5 separate regions of the Mus musculus genome follow, and all the other regions are linked to region 3. The links are chromatin contacts, called in public Hi-C and HiChIP or PLAC-seq maps. All regions are on one chromosome and are shown on one strand. The core of a region is the stretch at or near the end of the contact, and the rest is flanking DNA. Distances in the headings are between cores, read along the strand shown. Region 1 has its middle 12 kb from the start of Gm32486. Region 2 overlaps Tubgcp2 (tubulin, gamma complex associated protein 2). Region 3 overlaps Cfap46 (cilia and flagella associated protein 46). Region 4 holds the start of Msx3 (msh homeobox 3). Region 5 holds the start of Kndc1 (kinase non-catalytic C-lobe domain (KIND) containing 1).

Region 1 (4,137 bases), core at 1,538-4,037, 310 kb before region 3:
AACCTAATAGCAGGGAGGTGGAGATCATATAGGCTGGAGAAGGCTACCTGAAAGGGCCTTTATCTCTGTGGCTATGGGAAGCCATCACTTATGCTGGGGTCTAATTTGGGGGGGGGTTTCTTTTCTCTTCTTCCTTTCTTTCTTTCTTTCTTCCTTTCTTTCTTTCTTTCTTTCGGTTTTTTGAGACAGGGTTTCTCTGTATAGCCCTGGCTGTCCTGGAACTCACTCTGTAGACCAGGCTGGCCTCGAACTCAGAAATCCTCCTGCCTCTGCCTCCCGATTGCTGGGATTAAAAGCATGCGCCACCACTGTCTGGCAGGGTCTGATTTTCTAATGCAGCTTTTTAGGGTGATCCACACTCTGGCCGGTGATTCCTCATCCCTACTCTCAAGTAATCCTAAGAAACTGATTGGTTCCCCAGGGTGAACTTTGGTTTGTCATTGGTACCTTATAAGGAGAAGGCTGATGTTGTTACATCTCTCCAGGGAAGGGAATGTCAAAACAGAGGAGTAACTCTCCCTTGAATACCTCCTAGTGCCTGGGAGCAGCCTGGGTCTCCAGGATACAGCATCATTACACGACATAAGCAATTGATGGGGTCCCTCCCACCAATGGTGAACATTCAGAGTGGCCACTGGCACTTGAGGGGACACTGACTGGCAGGGACTTAAGGGCCTGGGAAATAGCCTGCTGCCCTCTTGAGGATAGTCATTGACACCCTTGGGTGAACACTAGAATTCATGGGCAAAGTCTGGACCATTACTTGACCTACTCCCAGGGTAAGCTGAGCAGGAAGTATCATGAGACAGCACTGTCCAGGGCTCCCGCTGGGGACCATGGCTCAGGAAGCTCCCTAATGGAAGGCTGCCATGTGTGACAACCTATGATTCTTCTCCCTCCTTTTGTGTTAGACCTACCGGGGGAAGGAAGCATGTTAGGCACTCATTATGCCACAGGGTGGGTGGGGGAAGCTGCCCCTTTCCCTCAGTCATCTGACTTCTCCCCTCCCTACTTTGTTTTCACTAGGAAAGGGGTCTGGGGAAAGACAGTGGGGCTGGGAGCATCTAGAGACCTGACTGGAGATGGGGGTACAAGCATCCCCTGGATGTACCAGAAAACTAGGCAGCCAGAACACTTCAGGAGGCTGTCCTAACTGTAAGAGAGTGTTATACCCTGGATGGCGTCCTGCTCCTAGGAAGATGTTGTGCCTTTGGGAGGATATCCTAGCCCTGGGAGACATCTCATCCCTGAGAGGGTATTCTGGCCCTGAGGAAGATATCCTCATCTTGGGAGGGTGTCCTGTCCCTGGAAGGGTGTGTCATCCTTAAAGAAGGAGCCCTGGCCCTGGGAGGGTTCTAAATACTGACAGTGCTAGTGTGCTGTTGTTGTTGTTGTTGTTACTTGCCTAGTTACTTCTGAGGCTTTCCCCTGGCAGGTGTAGTGGTAGGCAATGGGACAAGTAGTGGCCACTAGTCCCCTTCTTGGTAGTAGTCAGAAAGAACTGCAGGAGCTACCAACCCTGGACCTCTCGTGGCTGATAGCCTTAATCTAAGTGCTGTCAAAGACACATCAACCAGAGGCCGGGCGTGGTGGTGCACGCCTTTAATCCCAGCACTTGGGAGGCAGAGGCAGTCAGATTTCTGAGTTCGAGGCCAGCCTGGTCTACAGAGTGAGTTCCAGGACAGCCAGGGCTATGCAGAGAAACCCTGTCTCAAAAAAAACCAAACCAAACCAAACCAAACCAACCAACTAAACAAACAAAAAGACACGTCACCCAGGACCTTATCACCTCAACAAACCAGCCAGCACCAGATACCATGTAACACCAGGTAGGAACACCATGTAACGCCAGTTTGGTAGCCCTGTGCCCCAGTCTGTTCACAGCCTACCTCCATTGGAACAAGAGTATAGTGTCTCCTTCAGGGCAGTTCATATTGTCCCCATACCCCCAGAGCTTTGTGGGACAACTCCTTTCTTCAGTTGTGAGAGGCCCAGGAGCAGGCTTGACAGGGCAACGTGGACCCAACAGGTCTGGCATTGTCCATGTTTGGAAAAATGACACTCCTGATACCCCTGCATCCTCCTGGAGGCCCCCAGAGAGCCACGCTGGGGCTGCCCAGCCCTGCCTACATATTTGGAAGGGCCGTTGCAGCCCCAGCCAACTCCTCATGTTCTCTGGCTGAGCCGAAAGCCAGCATGTTCTTCCAAGCCTGGAAACTCCCAGAAAGAGGGAAGCTGGCCTCACTGTACGGAACAGAGCCATCTTGAGGTTGGCCCAGGAATGGCCCTTGTCCTCCAGCAAATGTCCAAAGAAACACCACACTGTCTACTCTGCCTGAAGGAACAACCAGTCACGGGCAAGCAGAACCAGGGAACACACACAAGTGGGTCTGGGACAGGCCTGGGGCAAACCAGTTAGAGGAACTTTTAATTTGTGAGTTAATCCAGACCATTAGGTCAATGCTGCTGAGGATGAAAAGGGAAACTGAGTCCCACAGTCTAACCAATTAGCTCCTCGGAAGTGATTAAGCTGGCCTTGGTCTCCTGGCTCCTCTCTTTCAGTCTCAGTGTCTCAGAAAGCCCACTGCCACATCAGGGGGCCTGGGGCTCAGAAGGTTACCCCCAACTCCACAGCAGGATGGATGGAATGTATGTCCCTACTTCAGTCCCTGGGCACAGGCCTCCTGGAGTTGATATAACTGCTGAGGTCACTGTCTTAGGAGAGCACTCACTGCTGGCCCTAGCGGTGGGAAAGGAAGCAGCCAGGCCTGTCCTGAGTCAGCCCATCTGGTTTTCTTCTCTGGCCAGGAGTCTAAAGGAGCCTGGGCCTGCCCCAGCCCAGAAGCTTCCAAGATGCTCTGCAGGCCAAGGCAGGCCCCTCCCACTCCCCAGGCAGGACCAAGAGTCAGCCACTTGCCGGCTGGGGCTCTGAGCCATATTGACCTCTCAGGACCTCCTTGCTCTGAGATATGAAAGAGACCATGAGGATCTTAAGCACAGAGAATCTCCACCCATGGCAGCCCAGGGAACCACTAGCCCAAGCTGCCTCCTTCCTGGCACCAGCCCCAGGTCCCTCTGTACAGGCCTGGCTTGGAAAAGTCATATGTAGAAACCTAGGAGCCTCAGTTCCCAGTCCCTTGCCAGATATAGCTTAGACCAGAGCAAAGCCTCCTCCCCTTTCATTCTTTCTTTCCTTCTTTCCTTCTTTCTTTCTTTCTTTCCTTCTTTCCTTCCTTCCTTCCTCCCTCCCTCTCTCCCTCCCTCCCTCCCTCCTTCTCTTCCTCCCTCCCTCCCTCCCTCCCTCCCTCCCTCCCTTCCTTCCTTCCTTCCTTCCTTCTTTCCTCTAGCCCTCTCCCTAACTCCCCTCCCCCATCTTCTGCCTCTCTCTATGGGTGTGTGAATGCTGTTTTTGAGGCAGGGTTTCACTATATAGCCCTGGATACCCTGAAACTCTCTGTATAGACTGGGCTAGCTTCAAACTCACAAAAATCTGCTTATCTCCCCCTGCCTGGAATTTAAGGCATGTGCTACCATGCCCACTCCTCTCCATGTGTTTTTGAGTCAGGTCTCTCTATGTAGTTTAGGCTGGTCTAGAACTTGGGATCTTCCCGACTCTGCCACCCAAGGGCTAGAATTATAGGCATAAGCTATGGTACTCTCAGTCCTAGAGCCTCTCTATCTGCTCCTACAGGCTACCCACTCTTATCAGACCAAAAGACTTGGGGGCTAATGAGGCTAAGTTGAGCAGAAACCAGGGGTTCCAGTGATCATGAGGCTGGGTATAGTGGTATAAGCCTTTTATCCTAGCACTCAGGATGCAGAGGCAGGTGGATCTCTGTGAGTTTGATGCCAGTCTAGTCTACAATAGGAGACTGCTTCAAAACAAACAAGCCAGCAAACAGAGATATAAAGGCCCTGCAGATACCCCCCCCCCCCGGCTTCTGTGAGAGCAGACACCAAGTGCAATGGCCTAATGGCAGCATCCTGCCCTGCCCTTTGCTTCAGGTGCTGTGCTCAGAACACCATGCAGTAAGCACCCCTCCCATTCCTACATCAGCCATCATTCCCCATCTGCGAGGCTCATTAACGGCCTCATGTCCAGAACACTCTTTGGGAGGCCCATTGCCAATGAAAGCC
Region 2 (3,802 bases), core at 37-2,536, 380 kb after region 3:
AAGCCACCACCCGGCTTTATAATGTCTGTCTTGTTTAAGGTTTTATTTTCTTAAGTTTGCAATGCTAATACTGTCGTAGCTTAGAAGGAAGGTCTTTCTGGATAAGCCCCATGGCCACATACCTTCCTGGTAAGCTCCTTCCGGGGGCGATCCTCAATCCGTTCAGTCTCTGTGGGTGGCCCCTGCACACTACCCTGATCCAGTGTCAGACGGCCTAGCTCACTGTCCAGTTTCATACTCTGTGTAAATTTCTAAAGGTGAGTCATGAGGAAAGGTTATGGTTAGCTTCATATACAGTGTGCCACACAAGACAGCAAGTACCGACAGGTGCACAGTACCCAACCCAGAGACACAGGAACACAGAGCTCTAGACAGGATGTTAGTTCTTAGCATTCCCAGGTCTACATTTTTCAGTGACTACCAACTGAGTTTCCTAAGGACATAGTTAGTTGTCTTGTGTTTCCTATGTGGGAATTAACACGGCCCCTAAACATCTAAGGAATGAGCCTCACAGCCCTGATCCCTCCATAACCTAGAACCACCTACATTTTCTACCTCCTGACTGCTCTGAAGTACTGCCTAAAGACTCCCTGGCTCCCAGCATCCTCCAGCCCAGAGACCCCAGACTACCCTTCTGTCACTGACGTTTTCTGCATTATTTGCACAACTGCTCGAGATAAGTTCAATCATGTTTAATACTCAGTTTTGACAAATGAATGCAAAGGCATTTGGAAGAGACCTAAGACAGAGACCAGCACAGGGATGCTGAGAAATAAGGCGGCCCTTGAAAGCTTCACAGCCAGAATGGGATGGCCTGGCCACAAAGACCAGGAGCTCTGCAAGGCAGAGGTTGTGGGACAGAGCAGCACGTGGCAACAGCCTAGACATACCCACGCTCCCACGGCCTCCTTGTCCTCACCTGCATACAGTTGGTAAACATGACGCATACGGACATGAGCTTGGAGAAAACCTTCAGCAGCTCAGGGTTGGTCAGCATGCAGTCCTTCAGGCAGTTGTCAAGGAAGCTTGTGTGGTGGCCAAGGACATCGTCAATGTTGGAGGCCTGCAAACAAAGGCCGGGGACGTCACCGAAGATCCTGGGCATGTTGTTTTCAGTTCTGGCTTGGTACCCTATTGCCTGTATGTTGCCATTGTCTCAATGGGCCTGTGATCTCTTAAAGACTACTTGTCTTTCTCCCTTCTTTCTCTGTCTCCTCTCATCTCTCTCATGAACATGAGCAGCAAGCAGGCAGATGGGAGGCGGTGGACATTTTTGTGGTTGCCATAACACCCCCCTAGCACATGATGCTGTTATGAAATGCATTCTGGCTGGGACAGAGCCTCTCAGATGCTATAATTTACAGAGCAGAAACTCACAGATTTCAGGTTTTTCTCAAGGATGTGCCAGGTCGGTTCCATCACTTCAAACATCATGTAGTACTGAATATTCTGGACAAAGTTGAGCATTCGCTGCCGCAGAGTGAAAGCACCAGCAAACCTGAGTACACAAGGAACAGGTACTGAGTGCACAAGGAACAGGTACTGAGTGCACAAGGAACAGGTACTGAGTGCACAAGGAACAGGTACTGAGTGCACAAGGAACAGGTACTGAGTGCACAAGGAACAGGTACTGAGTGCACAAGGAACAGGTACTGAGTGCACAAGGAACAGGTACTGAGTGCACAAGGAACAGGTACTGAGTGCATAAGGAACAGGTACTGAGTGCACAAGGAACAGGTACTGAGGAGGTGATGCAGATACAGCACGAAGCTCATGTAGCGCATGGTGATGGCTTCCACCTAACTCCACAGCAGAGTGGACTCTCATGATCCTAGTTCTCCTGTGCTGATAGCCCAGACACAGGGACAAATGACATTAACAAGATGTCTGAGTGCTGAGGTCAGTCTGAAGACACTCACTCCCACCTCTGGCTTCATCAGGGTGTCACTGATGTCCTACCCAGTACAACTCTCATTCCCTGCATCCTGAAAAGGGAATGACAAACAGCCGTAGCATGGAGACATGGAGCATGGACCTGTAGCTGACTACACCACCCAGAGCAGGTGTGAGGTTTGAATGCCATGTCCCCAGTTGGTGGCTGTTTGGGGAGGTTTAAGATGTGTAGCCTTGTTGTAAGAAGTGTGTTACTGGAGGTAGACTTTAAAGGTTTCAAAAGACTAGCAACATTTGCGACCTCTCACTATCCTGTCTCCTGCTTCACTTCAAGTTGTGAGCTCTTGGCTGCTGTTCCAGCTGCCATGTCTGTCTGCTGCTGCCATGCTCTTGGCCATGATGGTGATGGACTCTCATCCCTCTGGAACCATGAGTCCAAAATAAACTTTCTTCCATACTTTGTCTTGGTTTTGGTGTTTCATCACAGCAGTAGAAAAGTAGTTAAGATGTCAGGTAGGTAGTAATGCCAAGAACTACCACCATGGCTGGCTCCACACACTTGTGTTCTACTGGGACAATTCTTTCCCAGATCTATTTTCTTTTTAATTATATGTATGTGTCATGTGTATGTGGTATCCTCACATGAATGCAAATGTGAGGCCTTGGAGCTGGCGTTACAGCTGTTCAGTGTGGGCACAGGGAGTAGAGCTTTGGTTCTCCAAGAGCATGGCATGCTTTTAACCCCTGAGCCACCTCTTCAGCTTCCTGAGACAATTCTTAAGAAACTTTACCCTCAAACTCTCCTTTAAACATGAGCCAGCCCCACACACTAGTGTACAAAAGGTGACCAGAGCACTTCCCAGTACTTCCCACCCTATGCACTCAGAAAGAGAGAATGCAGAGAGGGGCTATGTGCTGTAACAGAGCCTCGAAGTCAGGTCTATGAGGATCTGGACAGTGAGTGTGCAGCTAATGGGGAAGCCATGAAAGTGGATAAGCTAGAAGTGACTTCCAAACAACGTTTTCAGACTCAAAGAGCAGAGCCACTTCTCTTAGCATGACAGAGGGCAGACCAGACACACCACTTCTCTTAGCATGACAGAGGGCAGACCAGACACACTACTTCTCTTAGCATGACAGAGGGCAGACCAGACACACCACTTCTCTTAGCATGACAGAGGGCAGACCAGACACACCACTTCTCTTAGCATGACAGAGGGCAGACCAGACACACCACTTCTCTTAGCATGACAGAAGGCAGACGAGACACACCACTTGGCGGAGTGCAGTGCATGCTGCTTGGCCGTCTTGTTGCTGATCCAGACACTGCAGAGCTGCCGCTCCACGTGCTTGCAGTAGAACATGTGTCGGAAGAGCATCTGGTAGCGGGTGAGTGCCTTCCTGCAAAGAGGGGCCATGTCAGCAACCTGGACAAGGCAGCCCGTGCTGCTGACTGGGCTGCACCAACAGGGAGTAAGAACAACCCAGCAGCCTACAGGGTGAGGCTGCCCAAGCAGGCAGTTCTGACTCCCATCCACCCCGCACTGAGCTGGAAAAGCAAACAAGTTTCTTAATACGAGCAGAGGTTAAATACCAACTGAAAAGCCTGATCTGAAAGGTCAGGAACAGCTCAGTGGTGAGCACTTGCCTGAGCATAAAGAGCCTGGGTCACATAGGACTCACCTGTTAATAATCAGTGACAGGGGCCATTTGACCATGTAGTCAAAGGAGAAGGCCTCCAGACCACTCAGTGTGAGCTCCGTGGGGTCAGCATGGGTCATTGCCTTTTCCTGCTTGGTCTCGATGGCCAGAACCCGCAAAAGCTGAGTGATTAGGTCGTGAGGCATCAGTTCAATCTGGGGAGGTGGAAGAAAAGATGGACACAGAATTGTCTTGGCCCTTACCTAGC
Region 3 (3,874 bases), core at 1,167-3,666:
GTGCCCGAGGCTGATCCCCGGGCCTTGCTGGTTAGTTCTCACACATCAGACTCACATCAGGGAGGTCAGTGGGGCAGGGGCAGCAGCAGCAGTGGGACTCCTGCCTATAAAACACACAAAAGAGCTAGGCGCTTATGCCTGTCCTGGGTAGGGCCACACCACGCAGAGACAAGTTTCCACATGGAGGGAAAGCGCAGAAACCAGCCCTGGATGTCTGCCCCTCACATCTGGCTACTTAGCTCAGATGGGCGCTTTCCTGTCTCCAGATGTGAGGTGGGATCTGGCCTTCAGCTACACCCAGCTGGCCTGGCCTGTGGGCGCCAGGAAGACCCTGGTTACTTTGGGACTCATAGCCCCACGTACAACAGCCCTCTAGCTCCTTCTGTTACCAGCTTCAGCTGCCCATCACCTGGTGCGAGGAAGATGGCTGCCCCCCCCCGCACCCGGGAGCCTTCAGAGGAAATGACATGCTGATACCTGCTTTCTGGGAAGGTGAGCTGGGGGGTGATGGGCTTCAGGTAGTCCTCCATGTGCTCCAGGATGCTGCTGAGACTCTGAGTGCACAGGGCTTGCTCCTGAACAGGCAAGAAATATTCCTGTCTTAACCCGAATCATAGCTTGTTGTCCAGTGGTGACTGGATATGACTTGTACTCAATTGGGAAACAAGTTAGGAAGACCCCCTGGAGATCATTCGGCTCCAGCCCTTCCACAAAGAGCGCTGGCATTGCTCTCGCTTCCCCAGCACAATGCTCTCGCTTCCCCCAGCACAATGCTCCCAGTGGTTTTCCGGGAACTATCCTGACACCTCATCCCTGTCCCTGTCCCTGTCCTCTGATGACACTGAGGAATGTCCTGCTGATAGGGATCGGCCCAGGACAGGTAACCCTATGCTCTGCAGAGAAGAGGTAGCCAGACCCCTCCTCTGGGGTCACATTCAATCCAAGGACTCAGAGGAGCTCCCCACCTTTCATAGGGCTTCCCCTTCCTCCTCTTGAGTTCTGGGCCCATTACCCGGGCCCAATCCAACCTCAGAGTCTTGTTTTTTCCCTGGGATGGGCTGCAGTCTACAATATGGCTTAGAGTCTCGGGCCTCAAGTGCTTGGGTTCGGGGTCATAATTTGGCTGTGTACCTTGACCCGTGTCTGCCTCTGGAACCACTGGATACTCGTCAACAGGTCAGAGATGGCAGTTGGACTCGTAGCCACCCGAGTTACCTTGCAATAACCTGTCAAAATACACCCGAGGCCTTTACAGGGCTCAGAGCAGAGCTACTGGAGTCGTGTGGGCAGATGGAGACCCTTGTGAGGGTATTTAACCTTGACGTCTCAGAGGGGAGACATGTGATGGGAAGGTCTTCTGGGCACATTGAGTTCCCCCATTCTTCTCTGGGAACATGAGGGCTACTACCCAGAAAGTTCAGGCAGAGGCAAACACAGTGGTGATTGACAGAGGGAGTTCTGGGGAGGCATGGATCCTCTGGATCCCTTAGAGGAACGTGGGGCCTCTATTTTCTCTCGTCTCCTGGGTTCAGTCTCCCTTCCCCTCCCCTGCTCTGTGGTCCTGCTCTGGGGCAAGGATTTCTCCCACCCACTGCAACCCATCTGGAGTCGATGGGAGGAGCCCCTGCTTGTACCCAAGCTTACCGCCCACGGTTATCAGTTTCCCCTTGGGTGAAGGCATGGTCTTTGGTCTCTCAAAGGCAGCACCATACAGACAAGACCTGCAGGCAGAGCAGAGGTCACAGGCCCATTCCCAGGGGAGGTGAACAGGCAAGCACCGAGGTCTCAGGAGCCGAGCGGGCCAGTCTGCAGTCGGCACCCAAACAGGTGCCTTTCAATGTTTATTTTGGCAGACAGAGGCCTAGGAAGCAGTCTGTATAACCCAAGTAAGAGGGAAATTACAGAAGGTCTAGGAGTGCAGGCCTAGCCAGATCTATCTAACAGAGAGACCCTGTGTGAGTGCAGATCAGAGCTCCTTCCTCCCAATACATCCCTCGTCGTCATGGAAATTCACCCCGGTCTTTTCCGGGGGGGGGGGGGTCAGAAGAGGGCTTCCCTTTGTCTCTGGATTGAACGAGTGCCCATGCCTGTCAAGTGGACTAGCTGAGTCTGCCAAGTATGCTTTCCAGATGGCCCAGTTGGCCTCAGGCTAGGGGCAGAGGTGTGGTAAGCTTGCTCTGCCCATGCCTTCTGGCCGGGCTTTCTCAACAGGGTGGAGATTTACAATGGTAGGAGGAAAGCCTCACCTGTCCTGTGAATGCTGCAGAAAGAGGATCCGGAACACGGGTGGGATCTCATTCAGGATGCTGAAATGCTGCTCTGTGACACAGAGGCTCTGCCATGCCTGTGTGTGACAGGGGATGGTCACTCAGAACGGCCACTGCTCTCCCCCAGGTGTCTGGGCTGTGGAATGCATCAGTACCACAAGGGGGCAGCAGAGGAATGAGAAATTCACTGGCTCCTCAAATTGCCCAGCTCTGCCTACTTGTGGATGCAGTTCCCAGAAACCCTAAATAGCATCTCTTCAAGGTCCTTACTGCCTCCTTGAGCCTAGCTAAGGGCTTCCACTTAGCCCTGAGGCTGCAGGCTGCAGACCTATCTTGGGGTCAGTTTACCCAGACCCCCAGTTTTCCTGCTTCCTGTGAGTGAGTACTCCTAGAGGATGCACACACCTCAGGGTCCCCTCTGCCCACGGCAGTCAGCCAGCGTGGGCCCTGAGGGGTACCCCCAGATCTCCTGTGTGAGTTGCTTAATGCGCACAGCTTCAAGACCCAGCTTTGGGTTTGCAAAAATGAAATGATGTCTTAGAAAACTTTTATCAAAGAATAAGAAATAGAGAGAGCCACATAACGCCTACGTGAGGCACCAAGCGGACTCTTCACAATGGCCGTACCCATATGGCAGGTGAAGAGATGGGTCATGTTACCATATGGGGGCTGTGAATGGACTTTATTGGTGGTGGCTTGCTTCTTGCCTAGCCGCTGGCCACCTCAGTGTGTGGGTAGCCTCATCACACTGGTTCATGCAGAAGCTAGCTCTCCTTGCTTCAGTGTGTTTTGTTGTGTGGGTGTACCGATGTACTGTCTTCTCTGGCTGATTTCTCTGGCCTGACTTCATAGGGACCTGTGGAGGCTTATGGGAGTTTAAATAAGGATGACCCATCCCGCAGGGGTGGGGTTTCAAAAACCTATAGACCTTCTCAGTATAAGCTCTCAGCTACTTCTCTGGTGTCATGGCTGCCTGCTGCCAGACATCACTGGCTCTTTACCGGACTTCACCAAGACCTCGACTCCCCTGGGGCAAATAGTGGAAAGGAACTACAATTCTTTCAGCCTTCTTGTGCCTGTACCCATGGCATATGAGATTCAGAGAGGCGGAGAGGTCTTCTAGCACCACGCAGCTAGAGGTGGCACTTAGAGACTGCCCTATTAGCACTCAGTGAGCCAGCTCAGAGGCCAATATAGGTCACAGGAGTGTGTGTTCAGGCTCCCCGGCCCATTACCCTGAAAGAGGAGGCCAGTTTCTGCTCTACACTGGCAAACAGGCTGGTGGACATCTTGTCTTGCTGCCTGAGTCGCTGGTGGAGCTGCAGCAGGGCCGCCAGCTGTGAGCTGCCCGTGTTTTTCGTGGCCGTGAGCAGGACCTTCCGCATCATCTCTGAGGTTGAACAGCTCTGAAGCAGAGCAGACAAGAGTGGTGTGTGCCGTGTAGGAGGGTGGCAGAGGACAACTGAGCCGGGAGTGGCCATCTAGGAGTCTGTGTGTCACCCTCTGCTGGGCCCCTGTCGGACCAGGTGTCAGTGCTATGCCAGCCCTTTCTCCGGAGTCTCAGTATGTTCCATCATAGAGACTCGGTGTGTGTGTGTGTGTGTGTG
Region 4 (3,649 bases), core at 959-3,458, 430 kb after region 3:
TCTACGGAGCACCAGAATTACAGAGGCAGCCGGCACTCAGAGTAACTCTTCTGGGACCTTCACAGGCCTCACCTCCTACCGCACCCACAATGGGAGATCTGAGATGCTCAACTCTCACTTTCTTCTCTTTATTGACTGGACACCTGCTGGCAAGAGGCTAGAGGTTGGTCCCTGCTGCCTTCAGCCCTCTGTCTCCCCCCAGCAGGCTCTTTTCGAAGAAGCTCAGAAGATGCTGGGGGCAGCAGCCACCCTTACATTAGGGCATGGCGCCAACAGTCCCCTCCCCTACTTCCAAGTCCATCCAGCGTTTGCCTCTAGCTCCTTGAACGACATATACTCTAAAAAAAAAAATAATAATGGTATAAAACCTAAAAAGTGTAAAAGTTTCCATTTGGTCACAACAGTTGGAGAGACAGTAATTTCTAACCGTCCGATTATCTCATTTTTTATTTTGATTTCTTCTTATGGAATTTGTTTTCTTATGCCAGCTCAATCGAGCCTCTCTGAAGTCCTCGGTGTCCGGGCAGAGTGAATACAGGGAGCACACCCACTCCAGAAATACTTTGTCGACTGCTTTGTAAGAAATAGGAAGAACTGCTTTTGTCTGTTTCAAGGACTATATGACGGTGTGTTTTCTTTCAGAAAAACAGATTGATGTGGGCAAGGTTTTAGGAAGGTTTAAAGTATTTGTAAGATGTCTATAAATAGGCTCCAGTCATCAAGTATAACACCGTATAAACAGGAGGAGGGGGGGGGGGAAGACTAAAATGAAAAGTCAAAAGTTACCAGGAGCATCAGCGGCAGGCAGAACTGTGCGCAACCCTGAGCCTAACCAAGAGGTTAGGGCTTGATTCCATGATCTAAGACAAGTAGTACATGCCATAGGCCGCGACAGGCCCGGCGAGGATCCCAGGAACCGCGTTGCCGCCGAAAGTGGCCGCGGAGCTGTGCAGCTGGGTGCCCAGCGGGAAGGGCAGGGCAAACGCCGCCGGCAGTAGTGGCTTCGCTGCCAGCTTCAGCTTCTCCAGCTCAGCTTCCTGCAGCCGCTTGGCTTTGGCTCGGCGGTTCTGAAACCAGATCTTGACCTGAGTCTCAGTGAGGCTCAAGCTGCTGGAGAACTCGGCGCGCTCCGCAATGGATAAGTATTGCTTCTGGTGAAACTTGCGCTCAAGCGCCAGCAGCTGCGCGGTGGTGAATGGCGTCCGTGGTTTGCGATTGGTTTTGTGTTTGCGGAGGGTGCAGGGTGGAGGGCTCGGGGCACCTGAAAGGAAAGAGAAGCGCAGGGCGAGCGCTCAAACTCTGGCTGCACACCCCTATTTCGACCGACCTTCTTCCACCCTTACAAAGGAAGGTTGGTGCTCCGTGGCTCCGTGAGTGCTCCGCTCAGCGGTCCCCAAAGCCACGTGGATAAGCAAACCAAGGAGGCAGGGGAGTGGAGGAGGCGCCCTAGACTTAGGTCTGCTCTCCCAACCCGTGATCTTGCACCCCAACTAAACTGGGGACTAACTATTTGGAAAAAGAGCTAAACTGGGCCTGGAGGCTGTCCAATAACCGAAGACGAGTAGCGGTCAGGTCTCCAAACAGACCAGTTAGCTGTCGGGGGCATACGCAAAGTGGGCAAGGGGTGCAGGAGCGTGAGCGACCCGGAGCGGAAAAGCATTAAGGGTATTTGTTGTGGGTTGCGGACCTCGACCAAGAAGAGACCTGGACCTGGCGGTTGGGCTGTGCACAATGTTGGGCGCCCACCGCCAGTTATCATTGCTCTTGGACTGAGCCGGTTAATGGCTAGTAATTACTAGCCACTAGTTCGGAGCAACAGTGCGCATACCCCCACCCACCTTGGACTTTCGAGCCTTGACAGCGCGGTCGCTTTTCAGGGCCTGAGACCGGGAGACTGAGCACTTACGTGGGGGACAAGAGTGCGCGACTGGAGGGGGCCAGGCTCCAGGCTTCGAGGCGCCGAGCGGCCTCTCCACCCCCAGCTCCCCAGACTCGGAGCCCGGTACGCGCTCAGCCTCCAGCAGAGACTCGACGCTGAAGGGGAGTGGTCCGTGCTCTGTGTGGCCCCCGCCGCGAGCTTCGAGCCCCGCCGCGTTCATGTCGAATGTCGCCCGGGCCATGCATGGGATGGCGGGTGCGGGGCTAGCCGCCCGGCTGGGACGCGTGGGACCCAGCGGCGGTTTATTTTGCTAGGACCTTGGGCTCTGTGGTTCTCGGGCCCCTCCGCACCCTATAAAAAGGTAGCACCGCTTTCATGCGCCGCTACCCAATGGTTGTTTCAGCCGATGTGCGGGTCTCAGTGCGGGTTGGATTCAGTGTTTCGGGGGCGGGACCGACAGAGAGGGGCGGGGCTTCTGCCTGGGAACTGAGTGCCCCGAGACCTGGGGTAGCATTGTCGTGCCCACGTCAGGATTTCGGGACTTACTGCCGTCTGTAGGAACGCTTATGAAGCTCCTCCAGCGGGAAAAGCTGAGGGGGCTGTCAGTCTTGGGTAAAGAGATGGTTGGCCTCAGCCTTCTGGAGTGGAGGAATGGACTGCGCGCGAGCGCTCATAGTGGAGCTACGTCCAGGCATCAGTTCTTTGCTGGCACAGTGAGCCTCCGCGCTTAGGCAGAGCGCAGCTATGGGCTCGTGCCTACTACAGTGCTGTTTAATGAGGCTGATCGGCTGTTCTTGCTGCGTTCCTGGCTCGCACGTGTTTTAGTCTGCACCGTGGGGTTCTAATGGGACCAACACGTCTCCTCTACTGATCTCTTGAGGTCGAGTTGTGGCATCTTTAGTTTCGCTTTGGTCTCTCTTTGAGCTCTTGGAGTCTCCAAACATTTTCTGGGCCACTAGCAACTTCGAGGGCTGAACTTGCGTCCCAGTTTGGGCCAGGAATGGGCTAGAAAGACGCGTCCTGGGTCCCAAGCGCAGAGGCCAAGGGAAGATGGTGGAGACAGATCTCTTAGAGGAAGTTAGCATACTAGCCCGTCATGCAGGCACCTCAGGCTGCTCAAACAACTGGATGCTGGGCGCATCGTTGTCTTCTGGTGTCCTGTATTTGCCTGGCGGCCGATGCAAATTCCTGAAAGGCCGCCGGAGAGTATCTCTGTTGATGCAGTCTTTCCTTGACCAGGCAAGCAGTGTGGGAACCTCTTGAAGGCGCTTTAAAAAACAAAACAAAACAAAACAACCCGCCAGCTAAGGATTCTAAGGAAGGGTGGATCTGAGGCCAGATAGAGTCCCTAGCTCCTGGTAATACTTTCCCCCAAATCTCACTGTTCCTTTGGTTTTAAAACAAAACAAAACAAAACAAAACACACACACACTCACACACACACACACACACATCACCAAACAAACAAAAATGTTCTTCTATGTTGCAAAGCAAACTGTGGCGGTAGCGCCATAAAAAGAAACCAGGGCTTTGATTTTAGAATACATTGGGAGGTTGATTTAGGAAATAAAGTCTGATTAATATCCTAGAGCACAAAATCAGCAACCTACATCTCTCTATAAATTTGTTTTAGACAGCCAAAAGTACTTCAATGGAGTACAGCTTTGGGGTTCAGTCTGATTGTTGAGCTCAGTCAGAGAAATTAATTAAAAAGTTTTTCTTCGTGTAAAGTTTGAAGCTGCTCAAAGGGGCTAGCAGAAGATTCCTGGC
Region 5 (4,010 bases), core at 641-3,140, 280 kb after region 3:
ATGCCCTAGCCCTATGAAGGAGCCATGGTGTTACCCAAGCCAGAAGGCAAGACTTGACTGTTGCAGCAAAAGCTGAGTCCACGTCTGTATTCAAACTTAACCCAAGATGGATACTCCTTTTCCCCTGAAGTAAACGGTGCATCATTAGAGCCAGAAACTGTATAGTGTGGTCACCCCATAAGTCTTGGGTTGCCTGCCCCTTCCAGTTGATGTTAGGTCTTTTCCTTAAACCCAGGGTTCAAAGGCATCTGTGAAGCCACCTGACAAAGTCCCACCTTGGCCACCACCAGGCCCCAGAGCCTTGTCTTTCTGGTCATACCTACCTAGGTTCCTCAAGAGAGCATGGAGTCTGAAGAAAGGCAGAGCACAGGCTGAGATGCACCAGCTGTGGCGTGCACAGGCTTAGGGAGCACAGATGGGATGAGCGTCAACTAGAGGAAAGCACTAAGCTTCAGGGAGCACTGCCTGTGGAGAGAGCACAGGCTGGGAAGCATAAGCCTGGGCAGCACAGATTTGGAGAGCACAGGCTCAGGGGAACAGGCTCAGGGGAACAGGCTCAGGACAACATAGGCTACAGAGGAGCACAGACTTGGGAGCACCTTTTGTAGGGAGCACAGACTGGGATAAGAGCGTGGCTGGAGGAGCACAAGCTGAGGGCATCACAGCCTACAGAGGAGGATAAACTAAGGGAGCACGGGCTGGAGGGAGTGGATTGAAGAACAGGCTGGGGAGCACAGGCTGGGTGGAGGACAGGCTGGGTGGAAGACAGGCTGGAAGTGTACAGGCTGGGTGGAGGACAGGCTGGGGAGCACAAGCTGGGCAGAGGACAGCCTGGGAGTGTACAGGCTGAGTGGAGGACAGGCTGGGGAGCACAGGGTGGGTGGAGGACAGGCTGGGGAGCACACAACAAGGAGAGGATAGGCTGGAAGTGTACAGGCTGGGTAGAGAACAGGTTGGGGAGCACAGACCAGGGGAAGACAGACTGGGGAGCACAGACCAGGGGGAGGACAGGCTGGGGAGCACAGACCAGGGAGAGGACAGGCTGGAAGTGTATAGGCTGGGTGGAGAACAGGTTAGGAGAGCACAGACCAGGGCAGCACATGGAGGAAAAGGTGGCTGAGAAGCATCAAAGCTTGAACAAAGGAAGGAGTCAGCTTGGCCCAAAGCAGCGGACTGAGGCACAGGGCTCAGCCATCTATCTAGAGCCCGGAGACAGGTTGCAGCTAAAGCCCGGGAGTCCAAACAGTGTCTGCTGGTCACATCTGCCCCCTTCTGACCCAAAACAGTGTTGGAGGAGTGAGCAGACCTGTGAGATGTCTGTTCTCCAACTCAAGTTTCCAGTACCTTCCATCACCTACCCTGGCTGCAAGCTCTTGAATAGCTAATAATTGGAAGCCCTAAGGGCAGGCTGTTGAGAATTAGCATCCCTAACTGCGTTGTATCCTTGGACTCTGCATGACCAGTTACAAACCCACCCTCCTTCACTCAAGGAGCGCATAGCAGAGTGTCTACTATTATGTCTGATCAGTCTAGGCTCTAGGGATAGAGCCAGCAATGCCAGGAGCCGATCTGACCTACAGTGTGCTTCAGGAGCTGTGGTCCATAGTTCTGCCAGCTAAGGTTGTAAAGACTGTCAGAAACAAAAACACTAGCCTGTGGAAGGGGTTCTATGTCTGTCCTTTGCCAAGTTTGGGAGAGCCATGTAGTCCTTTGCTGTGCTTGTGGTGAATGAACTCTGATTCTCTGCCCATCACTGGACCCAGCCAAGGAAAAGACTCCAGGAGCTAAAGAACCCAGTACCTGCCCCAGTCCGTGGCTGCCACTGGAGGTGACTGCAGCAACCCCGCCCCTGGGTTGGGTGGGGCGGGAACTGCGAAAGTCCTGAGGACCAGTGTGATCTAGGTGGGCTCAGCCTTGGTACCCTCAGTCTAGGTAGGTGCAGACCCCTAGGATGGCCGCTGCGCGGAGTGGCTCCGCCCCGAACTGTCACAGACAGCGCAGGCAGGCGCAGGGTGCACCCCGGAGGCTGACGTAGTTGAAGACATCTGCGGAGCCCAAACTCGGCCCCGGCCCGCCAGTGACCACGGCCCTCAGGGAGCCACCCCCGGCCCCGCCCCAGGCGTCCCCGCGCCACCGTTTGGCGACACTGCGGCAGGCAGCGGGCGCGTTGCCATGGCGGCCGGGCGCGCGTAGCTGGCGGTGCCCAGCTCAGCCCGGCAGGCTCAGAGGCGGCAGCCAGCTTGGACCGGGATCTGCCCGGGAAAGGACCCGCCAGAGAGGGGATCTGACCCAGAGAAAACCTGCTGGGGAGGGGATCCCAGACCGGAGCTCTGTCCAGGGCCAGAGTTGCAACCTGCGCGCAGGCCCTGCTGAGCGCCAAGATGCAGGCCATGGACCCAGCCTCCCGGGGCTTCTACGAGGAAGATGGCAAGGACTTGGACTTCTACGACTTCGAGCCGCTCCCCACCCTGCCGGAGGATGAGGTGAGCCCGTCCCAGAAGCCCACCTGCTCCAGAAAAGGGGTGGGGAAAAGAAGTGGGTGGAACACAGCTCTTCTGCTGCATAGATTCTGGCCCCTCATAGTAGCAACTGCTAGGGGATCCTGTCCTCAGCCCCACCCGCCACAGAACAGCTGGAATGCTATATGGGACAGCAATGGGACTGTCCCTGTAAAGTTGGCTACTGGAGGAATGGGCTCTTGGTTTTAATCCTTGAACAGAATTGGGGGGGGGAGGGTGAAGATTCTGGCAGGTAGGGACAATAGGGACACACCTGACCTCCACAGCTGGCCAGGTGTTGAAGCAGATGAGCTTAGGAATGGCCAGTGAGACCCCTTCCCATCATTGAGGGTTCTTCCTTCTCTGGAAAAACCTTCCTCCCCCAAGTTCCCTGAGAGCCTCTAGTACAGAGTGGCTGGAGCTACACAGAGCCCCTCTTGGTTGGAGAAGCGAGGGACCCCTTCCCTAAGCCCCCAAACAATGGTCATGCACAAACTCCATGTTTTGAAAAAGCATGGCAAGCAGCCCCCCCCAAAAAAATGCTCCCGGGGGTATCTTGAGCTCCCTCAAGAATACAGGACCTTTGAGGAGCTCCTCCAAACCAGGCTCTGGAGTCCCTGTAAAGAATACACCATTCTTTAGTCCCTGAAATACCCTGGTGCTAGAGACCCTCCACCAGCCTTTGCAGCTGGTCTGGCCAGCAGATGAGTGAAAGTTAGCCAGAATCCTCCTGAAGCATAAGCCTGTGTGGTCTGCAGCACCAGGCCCTGGCAGCTCTTCCCTTCCTTTTCCCTAAAAGAGTGGGCTCTGAAAGCATTTTTAAAAAATTGCTCCTGCCTGTCCCACCTCCAGGGCCCTCTGAGTAGTGCTGGGGTTGGTGCTGCCCCCCACCCCCACCCCTGAGTGGCCTGGATTTGGTGCAATTTAAGGCTGTGAAGAGGAGAGTCCAGGGAATAAATAAACCTTTGGACATCTCGCTGGCTTTGATGGGAAAGAAAGGATGCGCTCAGCACACGGCCTTCAGAACTGCTGGAGGACAGGACATGTTCTAGGGTATCCGTGGGAGCCTGAGCTCTCGGTTGCCAATAGAAGCAGATCTGAGAACCTCTGTGGCCTTTTGTATCAGCCACTGAGCTTGGAGGGCTCACTCTGAGCCTGGCATTTGAGGCAGTGGGTACCACTACATCAAGGGAACCTAAGCCTGCAGGTGGAAGCTGAGCCTTATACCCAGAGTGCCATCTGTTTACCATGCCCTGATAGCTTCTGTATGAGAAATGTCCTCGGTCCCTCTGGATTGGAGAGGTTTCACATTCACAGTGCATGAGATAGCCATCCTCTGACTGCGGTGAGTCCTTGGTGTGAAATGGAATTCCCCCATTTTAATGGCATTCAGTGGGATGTTCAGGTGAGCCTCTCACCTGAGCAAAAGTGTTATTTTTATTCCTCTAAACAGGAGGTAGCTAGTAATAGGGCTCAGCTGGAGGGTGCTTGTCTAGCATGCACAAGGCTTCG

What was found. A called contact is a pair of places that touch in the nucleus more often than the background predicts. HiChIP or PLAC-seq counts read pairs in DNA pulled down with a chosen protein or histone mark.
Region 1: a contact with region 3 is called in a Hi-C map of the N1E-115 cell line, with 7 times the contacts expected there. The contact joins two enhancer-like sites. A contact is called at or near these places in 4 of 39 promoter capture datasets (the HPC-7 cell line, embryonic stem cells and liver) and 3 of 484 Hi-C or Micro-C datasets (the N1E-115 cell line and embryonic stem cells).
Region 2: a contact with region 3 is called in a Hi-C map of cortical neurons, with 2.1 times the contacts expected there. The contact joins two enhancer-like sites. A contact is called at or near these places in 5 of 39 promoter capture datasets (the C10 cell line, the HPC-7 cell line, cranial neural crest and 1 more), 6 of 484 Hi-C or Micro-C datasets (cerebral cortex, cortical neurons, embryonic stem cells and 1 more) and 1 of 9 other capture datasets (embryonic stem cells).
Region 4: a contact with region 3 is called in an H3K4me3 HiChIP or PLAC-seq map of forebrain, with 3 times the contacts expected there. The contact joins the promoter of Msx3 here to the enhancer-like site in region 3. A contact is called at or near these places in 3 of 39 promoter capture datasets (the C10 cell line, embryonic stem cells and hippocampal neurons), 1 of 15 datasets of contacts at CTCF or cohesin (hippocampal excitatory neurons), 13 of 484 Hi-C or Micro-C datasets (the N1E-115 cell line, cerebral cortex, cortical neurons and 2 more), 5 of 115 datasets of contacts at active chromatin or transcription factors (craniofacial prominence, embryonic stem cells, forebrain and 2 more) and 1 of 9 other capture datasets (embryonic stem cells).
Region 5: a contact with region 3 is called in an H3K4me3 HiChIP or PLAC-seq map of forebrain, with 5 times the contacts expected there. The contact joins the promoter of Kndc1 here to the enhancer-like site in region 3. A contact is called at or near these places in 9 of 39 promoter capture datasets (the 3T3-L1 cell line, the C10 cell line, cranial neural crest and 4 more), 1 of 484 Hi-C or Micro-C datasets (nephron progenitors) and 7 of 115 datasets of contacts at active chromatin or transcription factors (VIP interneurons, embryonic stem cells, forebrain and 2 more).

The regions. Positions count from the first base shown.
Region 1 is chr7:139,306,449-139,310,585 of GRCm38.p6, forward strand. No RefSeq gene overlaps it. Among named protein-coding and RNA genes, the nearest start is that of Gm32486, 12 kb to the left of the region's middle. Within about 2 kb of position 2,788, at least 89 of the 459 cell types and tissues checked have an H3K27ac peak or open chromatin away from gene starts, as enhancers often do. A contact at or near this core is called in the N1E-115 cell line, where this site is marked.
Region 2 is chr7:139,997,850-140,001,651 of GRCm38.p6, forward strand. It overlaps Tubgcp2 (tubulin, gamma complex associated protein 2), which reads right to left. Exons shown (of 18, transcript NM_001286007.1): 12 at 3,577-3,749; 13 at 3,166-3,294; 14 at 1,378-1,498; 15 at 920-1,063; 16 at 123-251. Among named protein-coding and RNA genes, the nearest start is that of Adam8, 7.2 kb to the left of the region's middle. Within about 2 kb of position 1,287, at least 11 of the 459 cell types and tissues checked have an H3K27ac peak or open chromatin away from gene starts, as enhancers often do. A contact at or near this core is called in cerebral cortex and cortical neurons, where this site is marked.
Region 3 is chr7:139,613,930-139,617,803 of GRCm38.p6, forward strand. Cfap46 (cilia and flagella associated protein 46) reads right to left here. Exons shown (of 59, transcript NM_001302546.1): 44 at 3,503-3,673; 45 at 2,247-2,344; 46 at 1,645-1,721; 47 at 1,132-1,226; 48 at 478-575. All of the region lies in intron 5 of Gm33031 (a long non-coding RNA gene), which reads left to right. Among named protein-coding and RNA genes, the nearest start is that of Nkx6-2, 33 kb to the left of the region's middle. Within about 2 kb of position 2,417, at least 38 of the 459 cell types and tissues checked have an H3K27ac peak or open chromatin away from gene starts, as enhancers often do. A contact at or near this core is called in the N1E-115 cell line, VIP interneurons, cerebral cortex and 4 more, where this site is marked.
Region 4 is chr7:140,046,880-140,050,528 of GRCm38.p6, forward strand. It overlaps Msx3 (msh homeobox 3), which reads right to left and starts at 2,209. Exons shown (of 2, transcript NM_010836.3): 1 at 1,907-2,209; 2 at 1-1,261. The coding sequence starts at 2,120. The coding sequence ends at 861.
Region 5 is chr7:139,892,806-139,896,815 of GRCm38.p6, forward strand. Kndc1 (kinase non-catalytic C-lobe domain (KIND) containing 1) reads left to right here and starts at 1,891. Exons shown (of 31, transcript NM_177261.4): 1 at 1,891-2,483. The coding sequence starts at 2,382.